2 separate regions of the Mus musculus genome follow, and region 1 is linked to region 2. Evidence: chromatin contacts called from public Hi-C data. All regions are on one chromosome and are shown on one strand. The core of a region is the stretch at or near the end of the contact, and the rest is flanking DNA. Distances in the headings are between cores, read along the strand shown. Region 1 overlaps Mok (MOK protein kinase). Region 2 holds the start of 1700001K19Rik (RIKEN cDNA 1700001K19 gene).

What was found. Hi-C and Micro-C count contacts between places; a contact is called where the count stands out from the background.
Region 1: a Hi-C map of bone marrow-derived macrophages shows a contact between it and region 2, with 32 read pairs. The contact joins the enhancer-like site here to the promoter of 1700001K19Rik in region 2. A contact is called at or near these places in 13 of 39 promoter capture datasets (the C10 cell line, the HPC-7 cell line, cranial neural crest and 8 more), 1 of 15 datasets of contacts at CTCF or cohesin (large pre-B cells), 10 of 484 Hi-C or Micro-C datasets (bone marrow-derived macrophages, embryonic stem cells, induced pluripotent stem cells and 3 more), 21 of 115 datasets of contacts at active chromatin or transcription factors (bone marrow-derived macrophages, craniofacial prominence, embryonic basal ganglia and 13 more) and 4 of 9 other capture datasets (adipose tissue, liver, macrophages and 1 more).

What each region holds. Positions count from the first base shown.
Region 1 is chr12:110,819,162-110,826,248 of GRCm38.p6, reverse strand. All of the region lies in intron 4 of Mok (MOK protein kinase), which reads left to right. Among named protein-coding and RNA genes, the nearest start is that of Mok, 18 kb to the left of the region's middle. Within about 2 kb of position 3,513, at least 6 of the 459 cell types and tissues checked have an H3K27ac peak or open chromatin away from gene starts, as enhancers often do. A contact at or near this core is called in bone marrow-derived macrophages, where this site is marked.
Region 2 is chr12:110,679,479-110,685,886 of GRCm38.p6, reverse strand. It overlaps 1700001K19Rik (RIKEN cDNA 1700001K19 gene), which reads left to right and starts at 3,268. Exons shown (of 6, transcript NM_025488.2): 1 at 3,268-3,316.

The DNA.
Region 1 (7,087 bases), core at 2,264-4,763, 140 kb before region 2:
AGGCCCTGTGGTTTAGCTGAGACTAGCCGTCTGCACAAGGCTGCACTCTGAGGGTACTTCATGTCACTGCTCCCTGCTTTCCTCTGCATTTTCTTCTGTGCATCCAAGAAGCCCAAGCTCTACCCTGGCTCTCATGGGGAAGGCTCCTCTCTCTTCCCATTTGGAGCCAGAACTAGCTGATATTTCAGGAAGTTCTTCTGTTCCTTTCCTCTGAACATGAAGCACTGTTCAGGAAAGCTCGCTTGCCTGAGATGACCTGTCACGGCCTTGGATGCTTGCAGAGGGACCTGAGGGGTCAGGAGGCAAGCTTGGCCTTTATTGAGCAGGTGTCCCCGAGAGTCTGACTTGGAGGTTCTGTTAGATGTAATTGATGGAATGCAGCTAAGAAAGCAATAGAGGGGATGTTCTGTCTTATAGATTACATGGTACCAGAAGACACATGAAAAACTGAATCAAGCAAAACAGCAGCCAGGCCTGGTGGAACACCTGCAATCCAGGCTTCTTGAGAGAATGATGGAGACTGCCAAGACCTAAGGCCAGGGCTAAGTTGCAAGCCTCTGTCTCAAAGTGTTAAAAACAAAAGGCCTGAGGATGTTAGCTCAGTGGTAGAACGCTTGCCTGGCATGCAAAAAGCCTGTGACCAATCCCTAGTACTGAAAATTTTAAATAAGAGGATGAAAGAAGTGAAAAAGGACGTGTAGAGTCATGTGACACCATCCTACTTGTGGTAGCACTGGTGAAACCATCAAATATGATGTAAATCATCACCTCGCACAACTGAGGCCAGACTAAAGAATGTGGCCAGGGCTTTGCCACCTAGCAGCACCCACCATCAGCAGTTTTCATTTCAGTGAATCTGTAGGCCGAGTGTGGCAGCTCACACCTGCAGTCCCAGGATACAGGTGGCTGAGGCAGGGCCAGCATCTACAGAGCAAGTCCTTCGCTACAGCACAGACCACAGGGCAAGTCCTTAGCTACAGCACAGACCACAGGGCAAGTCCTTAGCTACAGCACAGACCACAGGGCAAGTCCTTAGCTATGTAATGTAATGAGACTCTATCTCAAAACCAAACACAAGCAGAGGAGCCTGCCCAGTCACGTCCTTTGGTTGTTTAGCAGCAATTCTCTCTGTGTCTGAAGGGTGTATCCTTAATATTAGAAACCTTATTTTACTTCCCAGGGTGTGATATTTATACTTTATACTCAAGGAGAAATGTCTGTGTTGCTATGTGTTTAGACAGTTGCGAAAGCTTGGCTTAGAAAGTAATATCTTTAATTTCCAATAGCTAGAAAGTGTATAATTGAAGAAACTGAAGCATTTCTTTCTGTATCTACCTACAGAGACTGTGCAAGACACACAGTTAGTTCAGCAGACAGTCATTGTTGACAGGCACATCTTATCTGCCTGCTCTGCAGAGTACAAAAGGCAGTTTACTCTCAAGGTGGTCAAGGATGATGAATAGCCAAATCTTCAAATCTGTTGATAGGACCTGGGGCTATTCTGGGACAGAGGAGGGTAGGATGAAGTGTTGGGGTAGAGCAATCAGAGGTCTGTGCACAGGTAATTAAATGGCATGGCTTTTTCTGGGACACAGGCTCAGAAATGAGGTCATCATATGATCTAAAGGTGAAGTTTTCATCCCCAGACACTGTGTTAGGCCCAAGTGAAGAGGCAGTGATTTTAACAAAGTGGACTAAAGGTCTCCAAAAAGTAAAGTGGGCAACTGTTATTACCATGATCCACTTGTCAAAGGAGTTATGTACAGCAAAATAGTAGGAAAAATAGTATTTCATTAGTCTGCAGAATCTCCAGAGGGATGATTTTTGAAGCCAGCCAAAAGCAGGTAACCAAGAGGTTGAGGTTCAGAGGGGAGGTAGGGCAAGCAAGGATTTTGTTACCTGTGTGTGTAAAAGAATTAGGATGCCTGATTCACCCACACAGCCCCTGAAAGCTCCAACCCTAAAGTGACACAGCCCTGCCACTAACCAAGGGCAGCTGGTCTTCTAAATGGCGTGTGTTCACGGTGCTGCTCTCAGGCTGGTTGGGCTTCTGGATGCTGCTGGTAGTTCTAGTCGCTCTCCCTCCCTCTCTCCTCTCTTCCCCTCTCCTCCTCTCCCTTCTCCCTCTCTCCCTCTCACTTCTACCCCCATTCTTCTCCCCCCTCCCCCTTCCCCCTCTCCAATGTTCCCTCTCTTAGTTTTTTTCAAGACAGGGTTTCTCTGGAACTGGCTCTGTAGACCAGGCTGGTCTTGAACTCACAGAGATCCTCCTGCCTCTGCCTCCCGAGCACTAGCTGCTGGGATTAAAGGCCTGTGCCACACACTTTGTCCTGGCAAGTTGCTTCTGAACTCTGAGGGATACGGATTTACAGTGAGAAGCCCTTTTCTGTAAATGCCTAATAGGGGGTTGTGGCTTTAACTTGAATGTTGAGTGTTTTTCACAAGCCCAGGGCTCTTTTGTCTGCACTGAATCTAAGTTGTTGCCAGCCATAGCCAGCATTCCAGATGTTAGAGTCAGGATAGAACAGCTGGCAGCATGTATAAGGCATTTATGACTGGAATACATAGCATGACACAGAGTTAGTAACACACGTAGGCAGGTGTCTTAGAGTTGATGATGTGCAGGCTGCTGCTGTAGCTGACCAGTTGGGCTGGTCACACTACCCAGGTGCCCTTCTTCTTCTTCTTCTTCTTCTTCTTTTTTTTTTTTATTGATTTATTTTTTGTATTTGAGTGCTGTAGCTGCATGTATACCTGTGTGCCAGAAGAAGGCATCAGATCGTATCATAGATGGTTGTGAGCCACCATGTGTTGCTGGGTATTGAATTTAGGACCTCTGAAAGAGCAGCCAGTGATTCCAACTTCTGAGCCATCACTCTAGCCCTCAGGTGCTGGCTGTTTTTTGTTTTGTTTTGTTTTGGTTTGGTTTTTGGTTTTTCGAGACAGGGTTTCTCTGTATAACCCTGGCTGTCCTGGAACTTACTTTGTAGACCAGGCTGGCCTTGAACTCAGAAATCCACCTGCCTCTGCCTCCCGAGTGCTGGGATTAAAGGTGTGCGCCACCACTGCCCAGCTCAGGTGCTGCTTTTAATATTTATAGAAATGTATTAATTACCCAGTGTCCCCCACTCCAAGGCCTGATGTTCATATCTCACTTTAAGAATGAGGAAATCAGGGGCTGGAGAGATGGTTCAGCGGTTAAGAGCACTGACTGTACTTCCAAAGGTCCTGAGTTCAAATCCCAACAACCACATGGTGGCTCACAACCATCTGTAATCTGATCTGATGTCCTCTTCTGGTGTGTCTGAAGACAGCTACAGTGTACTTACGAATAATAAATAAAAAAAAAAAGAATGAGGAAATCAAAGTCCAGAAAAAGAAGCAACTTGCCTAAGGCTATCCACCTTAAGTGGTAGAAGTCCTTGGAGCTAAGCCCGGCTCCAGAGTCCGAGTCCCCAAGCATGTCCAGGCACTGGCCCTGTCTGTGTCCTCTCCACAGATGGGCTAAGCAAGGACTGAAGGAGAGGTAGTAATCCAGGGTAAAGCTCTTCAGAGAGGCCAGAGCCGCACATCAGTGATCACTCAGGTCTGTGACTCCTTCACTGTGCCCCTGGCGTGACCAGGGCTTTCCGTGAGTGCCTCTCCAGACTGTTGCTTCTCATGATAATGATGCAGACTTCCTAAGAGTTCTCGGTCACTAAAGCTTTCGCTTCAGATAGAGGTCACATGACTTGAATAACTGCTTCCTCTGTCCAGTAGAGCACATAGTAGCCCTGTCACACACAAAAGAACAACCACGGAGCTGAGGGCCACATCATGCTGGCTTTGGTGAGTAGCCACTCACATGTACCATGTGTGAGGTCTGGGGTGGGCACGAATCTGAGAAGGTGGAGACTCGGCATCGTAGGTGTGGTTTTTGACATTCAAGATGCATGTAGTCTATTACAGAAATAGCTAGAAGAAGGGGTCCTGTGGCTGTTTTTCCTTTGTCCAGCAGGTGCCAGGGAAGGCAGGGCTGATGGGAACTGGAGACTCTAGGCTTCCCTGGAAGGTCCTGCCTCGGCCGTTGCAGAGGTGGTAATTCAGAGGATACAGGATGGCCCTGGGTGGAGAGGCAGCCTCTGGGAGGAGGCAGGCAGGTCTCTGGGAAGCAGAACCAAGGATGCTGCTTGCTGAGGCTGCACCCCTGGCTGCACAGTTGTTGCTCCTCACCTGTCCCCTCCCTCCTTTTGAATGCTTAGTGTCCTAAACCCTGAGACCCTCTAGTGGCAACAGCCTGTGTTTACCTCATTTCAAGAGGAAGAGGCTGGCTCAGAAGACCATTTAGAAGACAAGCTGCCCTTGGTTAGTGGCAGGGCTGTGCCACTTTAGGGTTGTAGCTTTCAGGGGCTCTGTGGGTGAATCGGGCATCCTAAAAGCAGTCCATGATATTGGGAGAATGAAACAAGGTAAGAGAAACCAACCAGAGTCGGCTTGACTGAGGTCATATTGCATCCATCGTTCCCCCGCGTAGCCGGTGTGTTGTGACTCACCAGCATGAAGCAGAGCTGTAGTGCACAAGCTGCTGTACCAAGTGAGCGACACTTCATCAGGTGGCCCCTGAGGACCAACAAGGATAGCACCAGTTCAGATCCAGTATTTAGCACATTTAATCCTACCTTGATTAAGAGGATCCTTTAGTTTCCCTGTACGCATGTATGAAGGAAAACTGTTGGCTAGGTTTTTTTATTGAACACTTCTTTTGTGCTGGGTAGTGGTGTCTCATACCTTGATCCCAGCACTCAGAAGGCAGAGGCAGGTAGATCTCTGTGAGCTTGAGGCCAGACTGGTCTACAGAGCAAGTTCTAGGACAGCCAAGGCTACACAGAGAAACCTTGTATCAACCCCCTCCCCCCACACACACATACACATACACAACACAACTACTTTGCATTTTAAATTATTTTTTCTTCTCTGTGTGTGTACACATGAGCCATGTGTATGCACGTTGGTCAGAAGAGGGCATCTGATCCCCTGGAGTGGAACTGAAGTTTCGGATTGTTGGGAGCACCTGACGGCGTGCTGGGACTTGAACTCCGGTCTCTGCAAGAGTGGTATCTAAGTTAACCACTGCACCAGTCTCCAGCTCCCCTGGCTGTCTTGGTTATACAGCATTCCTAGTAGTTTCCTTCTGAATGTCCGACTCAGAATGACTGACAGCTTTGTTTCCCTGACTGTCAGGTTCTGCCATTCAGCATGTGTGTGAGACAACACTTGTCACTGGAGTGTTTCTTTCTGAAACGATGACACCATCCTACTAGGGGTTTTGTGGGTTTTATGGACCTGTATTAAATGATACATAATGATGGCTTTCATCTGGCATTTTCATCCATGTCTATGATACGCTTTGATCTTATCTGCCCTCTCTACCATCTTTGTCCCTCTCCTGCTAATCCCACTCCTGTTCCCCACTAACCCTCTCCCTCTTTCCGTCTTCTAAGGAAATAGTTGGTTTTGCCCTATGTGTGTAAGTGTCTGCTTGCATGCATATGTGTGTATCATGGGTGTGCTGGTTTCTTTCTGTGTGTGAGACCCAGTGAGCTTAGGGTGAGCTTAGGGTTGCTCGTCAGAGCATGGCTGAGGGGTTGTCTGAGGGAGCATGGGCACTGACCAGAAGATCTGCCACTGAGGAAAATGTCTCCAGAAACTGCGTGTAGGTCCTGAGGGAGGGGTGGGGCCCCATGTGGTCCATTTCCCTCTCTTACAGAATGTGGATGGGCTAGCCTAGGGAAGCTTGTGTAGGCGGCCACAGCTGCTGCAGGTTCAGCAGTGCAGCGCATGTCAGGCCAGAAAGACAGCGCTCCAGGCACTTTACCACAGCTTCTGGCTCCTCCCAACTCCCCCCCCACCCCACCCTCCTGCAGTGTCCCCTGGGCCTCAGAGGTTTGGTTTTTGTGTCTGAGTCCAGCAGTTGCAGCTGTGTATCCTCAGAACTCCAGCAGTTGGGAGTTTGTAGCCCTCCTGTTGGTTAGGAGTCCTGAGGTGTCTCAGCTCCTTGGTTATGATACGGCATGTGCTCATCTGTGTGCTTCTGATGTCCTCGTGGGGAGCTTGGAGTGTCTGTCTCTGGTGTAAAGTGTGGAGAGCCGTGCCCACCCACTCATGTCTCCATCTCCAGCCCTGTCACCCAGTTCACAGTGTGGTAGAGTTGGTGAGCAGTCAGCGTCCCAGAATGCACTTCTACCTTGCATCTCTATCCAGGAAGCAGGCCCTGTCTGAGAGGTGAAGAAATGAATTTCAGATAAAAATGAAACGTTTTCATTTTCAGTTGCCTAAGACAATGGACTTTCAAAGCGCAGAACTGGAAGGAGTCTGTCCTTGAGTTTGCCATGGCTAATAAGCGAGAGCTGCCAGGTTCTCACTCAGGTTCCTCTCCCCTCTGGTCACTGGCTCTGGGCTCATGGCTCTCTGCTTTTCCTTCAGAGCCTTTTGTGAGAGACACGGTGTTCCTTGGATCACACAGAGGCCTGCCTGTATACACACATGAGGTGGGCATGACCTTTGGGCCTCCAGTATGGAGGACCACTTGGCTGTGCTATGTTGAGACCAGCATGCGACCAGAAAGCCAGACTTTAGCTGGAAGGCAGGGCTGGATGGGCCCTGACTCACAGTGTGGGTCCGTCACCGCTTGCTGACCTGATGGTGTTTACATTAGTGAGGTCCTCTGTGACTCCGTTGCCTCTCCCTGTGACTGTGCTCACTGAGCGCTTACCTGCCGAAGACTCGAGTTACTCAGATGAGGGAAGTAGCTTTACCATTTGCCGCCCACCCAGCAGACAGCAGGTTCTCCAGTGGTTACTAAGTGCTCTTCTTCTCTTTCTGTTTGTTCTAGACTGTTTGAAAAGAAGAAACTGGTAGGAGCCAGACATGCACTGGGCCTGGAGGATTGGGATCTGTTGGGGATGACTGGGTAGTGAGCCCATTCCTTCCCCAGGGTGTGGACGCTCTGTCTGGAGGATGCTTTCCCACTGCTCTCCTGGTACCTAGCTCTCAGGGGGACACCCTCTTAGGGACAGACAGAGTCACCTGGGCTTGGGTGAAGGAGACC
Region 2 (6,408 bases), core at 2,019-4,518:
GTATATGCCTCCATGGGAGACCTTTGGGCCACGTGGGGCTTGTCTGTGTGATTATATACAACTTGAATTTGTGAGAATAATGACACTCAGGCATCCACTCTGGCTCAGTAGTTAAGAACACTGGCTGCTCTTTCAGAGGACTGGGTTCAATTCCCAACACCCACTTGATGCCTCATAACTGTAACTCCAGTTCTATGGGATCCGATGTCCTTGGCTGGCCGCCGCAAGCCATTGGTGGCTTACCCAGCACAGTAAGCCAGCATGGTGGCTGGTCCCTTTTGTGCTCCAATAACCAACTTCAGGCAACAAGTGTCCTCTGGTGCAACAGTTGTGTGAAGGTTCCAGGGGCAACCAATCCTTCTCTGATTGGATCTGAGGTGTGCTCCCCACGAGAAAAGTCATCCCTGGGACTGTAACCCTGTCAGAATCCTGTGGCTTAGGAGGTCACAGGACCCGGGGAGAGCCTACTGCTGTCCCGCTAGATGGACTTGCTGAACTTTATGCCTCTATCACAGGTTACTGCTGCTTTCAGCCTTAGCCAGACTCTTTCTGCTGTGGGCAGCAATACAGACAGGCTCGCAACTGTCAAAGCACTGGGAATAGGTGACTGTTGAGAGCCTGGCCCTAAGTAGGACGTCTGTATCAGCAGCCAAGGTCAGGAAATAGGGAAGAGGGACCAAAAAGAACACAAGATCTGCAGAATGGGAGTCCTGGGAAATACTGTCTTCTGCATAGTACAGAGAATCGCATGTATGGACAGCTCCCGTGACTGCACAAAGCCTAGACAACCAAGCCAAGAAGGCCAGCTAATGTTCCAGCCAGCAATACTAGGTAAACTCGGTGGGTTGCCAAAGACGAAGTCACAAGAGCGGGAGGGGGACATGTTGAGGGACATCAGGAGGGAAGAGTCGAAGTGGATAAGATCAAAATGTGTTGTATACACAGACGCAGTTGTCAAAGAATAAATGAAAGATGCAGAAAAAAGAGAAGGGATGTGTAAGGCAGCCAGGTGTGCCACTCAACGGTAGAGCTTGTGTGTGGCCTTTGTAAGGTGCTAATTGGATCTCTGCCGTCCCGTCCCATATCTGCTTCTCCCACTCTGGGAGTGTCAGGCCCCTCACTCACCCGCCTGGACTGGAGGGAGAGATTAGCTGGGGCGAGTGAGTGCAGGTAGAATTTTTGGGTCAGTGGTGAGTTCAAGGGCAAGGGACACACACACAACACAGGAACAGCTTTGGGTTTATTGGTGTGGGGAGAGGGGTATTTATGCCCCCGGGAGGTGCCAGGGTTACTGGGACAAGGTTGGTGTGACTGCCAATTATCATTGGCCAGGGAAGGAGTGTTGGAAGACTCAGGGGAGGAGGGAGCCTTATAGGGTCAAACAAAAGTACTAAATTCCTACTAGGGTTGATGGTGGGACAGCTGGCTTCATGGTGTCAGGTTGGAAGCGTGTGTGTGTGTGTGTGTGTGTGTGTGTGTGTGTGTGTGTGTAACTAACTCCTGCTATCCTCATCTGAGGTATCCAGGGTTGAAGCACTCTTCCGCCTTTCCTCTGCAGTCCTGGGCCATAGATTTCTAGCATAAAAAGAATAAAAGACAGGGCTGGAGAGATGGCTGAGCAGTTAGGACCACGTGCTGTTCTTGCAGAAGACACAGGTTCAGTACCCAGCATCCATCTGGTGGCTTATAACCATCTTACCCCACTTGCAGAGAATCTGACACCCTCTTCTGGCATCCAGTGGCAGGCACATGGGCAAGACACTCATAACACTTAAAATAACTTTTGAAAGACTAGTCTTAAAAAAAAAAAAAGGGGCTGGCGAGATGGCTCAGTGGGTAAGAGCACCCGACTGCTCTTCCGAAGGTCCAGAGTTCAAATCCCAGCAACCACATGGTGGCTCACAACCATCCGTAATGAGATCTGACTCCCTCTTCTGGAGTGTCTGAAGACAGCTACAGTGTACTTACAATAATCAATAAATAAATCTTTAAAAAAAAAAAAAAAAAAAAAAAAAAGGATAAAGGAAAAACAGAAAGAATACCCAATACCAGTAGGTTGTGCCCTCTGAGTATGTTGGAATGTGGCCTGAGGGGTGTCTGCCCACTGCAGCTGGTCTGCAGCTGGTCTTGGCTCTCAGATTGGGTATGACTGGCTGCAGGTGTCCCAGCTTCTTGCTTAGAGATACAGTTTCTCAAGGGATCTTTTATGTCCCTTAATAATCCACTCTTACTTCCTTAGGTGTTTGTTGTGGAGATGGGGTCTCATGTAGCCCAGGCTGGCCTTGAACTTACCAAGTAGCCAAGGATGGCCTTGACTCTTCCTGCCTCTACCTTCTGAGTCCTGCCTGGGATGGCCACCACACATGGCTTCCTTCCTTGAGTCTTGCACTGGGCTCCACGTGTGCACGATTTCTCTGTGTGGCTTTCCATTTGTGTATTTCGGAGGTACCAAAGGGTCAGTGAGACAAGAAACTCCCCCAGGCTCCCAACCCATTGCCTGTTACTGAATTATTCCCTCATCTTGTTCCCTTTTCCTTAATGCTTCTCTGTCCTCATGCATACACAGGGACTGGGAACCACCTTTAAAGGCACAGGTGACCAAGGGACGCTCTTTCTCATCCATAGCTTGAGGGTCTTGGGAGTTCAAGTTGGCTCAGAAATTGGGATTCAAAGTCCCCAGGGCAGCTAGGGAATGGCAGAAGAGGAACCAGATAATGACACGCAAACAGCTCTGCACAGATGGCAGAGGGGACGGCTTGGCTCCTTTAACCCTAGTGTCCCACAGAAGGAAGAGCTGTGGGCAACTGGAAGGGGAGATGGCCTAGTGACCTGACTATAAGAGGAACTAGGTGGCAGGGTGGGACAAAACCGGCTGTGTGGCCAGAATGAGAATTTGGAAGCTATCCTAAGGCACAAGACAGTCCTCGAAGTCTTGGTGGCCTCTCTGGTCTTAAGTGCACCCCAGCAGAGTGCCTTGCACCCAAGGAAGGAAAGGCTTTGAGGAGCCCCGTGGCTGTTGAGGATCAGGCCTGTATGCACAGGATAGGGACAACTACCCATGCTGTGTGAAGCAGGCAGGCAGCAGAACTCGGGGCACAGGGAACTGAGGGGGGGAACTGGGAACTGTGGTTTAGGGCCTATGGTCCGGAGTGCACACGTGGATCTCTTCCCAGTCACAGCCCCAGGAGCAGTCACACTGGGTTGCCATGGAGATACCTGTGACATCATGCAGGCCTAAAGCACAGGATACCTGCCTCCTCCCTTCTTGTCTCACAAGTGATTCCCTGGGGACCAAAATGAACATGCTACCCAGGAGGTAAGTCTAGAATGGCAGTCCTTGTCCTCCAAACCAGAAGCCTGGAGCCAATGAGCTTTAAATAACCATTAGCCCCAGGATTGCTCTAGCTGCCTCACCAGGTTCACAGAGCCCTAACTCAGTGGCCCCTCTCCAGCTACTGTTAGGGGCTCCTCGTCATTTATACCACCTAAATTTGAGCCGACTTTCTTGGGGACAGAATAAGTGTGGTCTGGTTTGGATCTCTGAACAGATGTGGTCACATGTGTTCCACCAGGTATGTACCTCCGAAGCCACTGTCCCCACAGGGCACTTGTAAAGGACAGGATAGGGTGTGTGTGTGTGTGTGTGTGTGTGTGTGTGTGTGTGTGTGTGTAAGGTCCCTGATAAGAGGAGGTCATTCTTTGACAATGAAGATGTGACCCCCTTGGAGTAGGTATCCCTGCCCTCCTGCCTTCTCCAGGGCTCTGCTGTTTCAGGGAACCTCGTTGTGAAGTGGGTAGATGACAGGGGTTGGTTCCTCATTTGCCCTGAGCATGAAGACTGGGGTTTGAGAAGGGCCAGGCGATGCATAATGCTGAGCAGCTTTGAGAGAGCAGGGGCTCTGCCCAGAGCTGAGCACCCCTCTCCTCCCCCTTGAACCCATAGGAGAATTCTGGGGCACCTTGGAATTAACGTGATGGATTAGCATCTACATGCAAAGCCATGGCAGGGTGGGGGTGGGGAGTCTAAAATAAAATACTATTTTTACTTGAAGTTTCCTCTAGACAAAACTGACTTGGAATCAGAACTGAAGCCCCATTTGCAGCCTTACCAAAGTCTGCCTTGCACTTGCTGAGTTCCTCTGCGAGGAAGCCATTTTTATTTTTATTTTTAAGATTTATTTATTTTCATTTATATGAGTACACTGTAGCTGTCTTCAGACACAGCAGAAGAGGGCATCAGATCCCATTACAGATGGTTGTGAGCCACCATGGGAATTGAACTCAGGACCCCTGGAAGAGCAGCCAGTGCTCTTATCCACTGGGCCATCTCTCCAGCCGGAGGAAGCCACTCTATGTGAGCTCTGATCCCTCTTTGGGCTAAGCCCACCTTTCTCCCAGGAGATTGCGCCCCGAGATTCACTCCCACTTTCTGGGACTGCAGCCAGGTTTCCAGCTTGTCTTTCTGGACACAGCCCCAGGGGTTGTGACAGGGTTTGGGGGTGGGGTGGGGGTGAAAGATGACATCACCAGGCTAAGCAACAGCTGCCCTCTGCCCTCCTCAAGAAGGGAGGGGCCCCTGGGAACACTCGCAGCCTGTTCCTGCGGCTGCCTTGTTGACAGACATCTCATTTTTATCGTTTGCATTGAGTTTGTTCGCTAGTTAGTAGCTCTTTACTGAGGTGTTATAATAATCTGTGCTCCCTGAAAAAAAGATTCACTAGAAAAATTTGTCAAGGAAGGGTTTTTTGTTTTGTTTTATTTTATTTTTTGTTTAAGTCTGAGTGTCTGTCTGTCTGTCTGTCTGTCTGTCTGTCTGTGTATCATGTGAGTGCAGTGCCTGCTGAGGCTAGAAGAGGGAGTCAGATGGGAACTGGACAGATGGTTGTGAGCTGCCCTGTGGGTGCTGGGAATTGAACCTGGGTCCTCGGGGAGAGCAGCCACTCCTCACCCCTGCGCCACCCCTCCAGCAACTCTCCTCTCCCTCTTTTCTCAGGAAGGTGTCCAATGCTTAAATGAATCCCCAGTGACTGAGGTGATCCACCCAGCTTGCAGCTGTGGGGCTAACCCCAAGATTCTTTTTTTTCTTTTCTCTTTTCTTTTCTTTTAAAAAGATTTATTCATTATATGTAAGTACACTGTAGCTGTCTTCAGACACTCCAGAAGAGAGAGTCAGATCTCATTATGGATGGTTGTGAACCACCATGTGGTTTCTGGGATTTGAACTCAGGACCTTTGGAAGAGCAGTCAGTGCTCTTAACCGCTAAGCCATCTATCTCTCCAGCCCTCTTTTCTCTTTTCTTTTCTTTCTTTTCTTTTCTTTTCTTTTCTCTTTTCTTTTCTCTTTTCTTTTCTTTTTAAAAGATTTATTTATTTATTATATGTAGTACACTGTAGCTGTCTTCAGATGCACCAGAAGAGGGCGTCAGATCTTATTACAGATGTTTGTGAGCCACCATGTGGTTGCTGGGATTTGAACTCAGGACCTTCGGAAGAGTAGTCGGTGCTCTTAACCACTGAACCATCTCTCCAGCCCTTTTCTTTTCTTTTCTTTTCTTTTCTTTTCTTTTCTTTTCTTTTCTTTTCTGTTCTGTTCTGTTCTTTTCTTTTCTCTTCTTTTCTTTTTTCTTTTTGTTTGTTTGTTTTTGTTTTTGTTTTTCCGAGACAGGGTTTCTCTGTATAGCCCTGGCTGTCCTGGAACTCACTTTGTAGACCAGGCTGGCCTTGAACTCAGAAATCTGCCTGCCTCTGCCTCCCGAATGTTGGGATTTAAGGCATGCGCCACCACACCCAGCCTTTCTTTTCTTTTTTAAAGCTTTTTTTTTTTCCTGCTAGGTGGTGATGGCACACACGTTTAATCCCAGCACTGGGGAGGCACTACAGATCTCTCAGTTTGAAGCCAGCCTAGTCTATAATGTGTAGTTGTATAAAACAATCCACGCTATAGCCAGCTATGTGCTGGCAGGTCTCCCCACCTCCATGGGGAGTCCCAAAACGGTGGTATGCCCTGGTTCCCAAGGCCTGCTGCCCCCTGTGACTTCCCATGTGCCTACAGAGGCTGATAATTTACCATCCAGATTTATAACAGTAAATTCTCGACCTCCAAAATGCCCATACAAAGAACTCGTAACTCAATTGATATAGATACAAGCTGCACACCTAGATTGGACAGATGTGCCCTACATTACTCAATTGTCTATCAAAGCAATCCCCAGTTACTTATGGCTCCTAGGACCACGTGGCACGTGGTTCTAGCTGGTCACCCTCTCCTTTAGGTACCGTCTTGTCTCTCCTGTTTCTGCCTCCCACCCATGTCTCTCTCTGTCTCTGTCTCTCTCTGTGTCCCTTCTCTAAAACTTTCAGTTCTACCTTCTTTTTTCACTGCCCAATCACAGGTCTAGCCTTATCTGA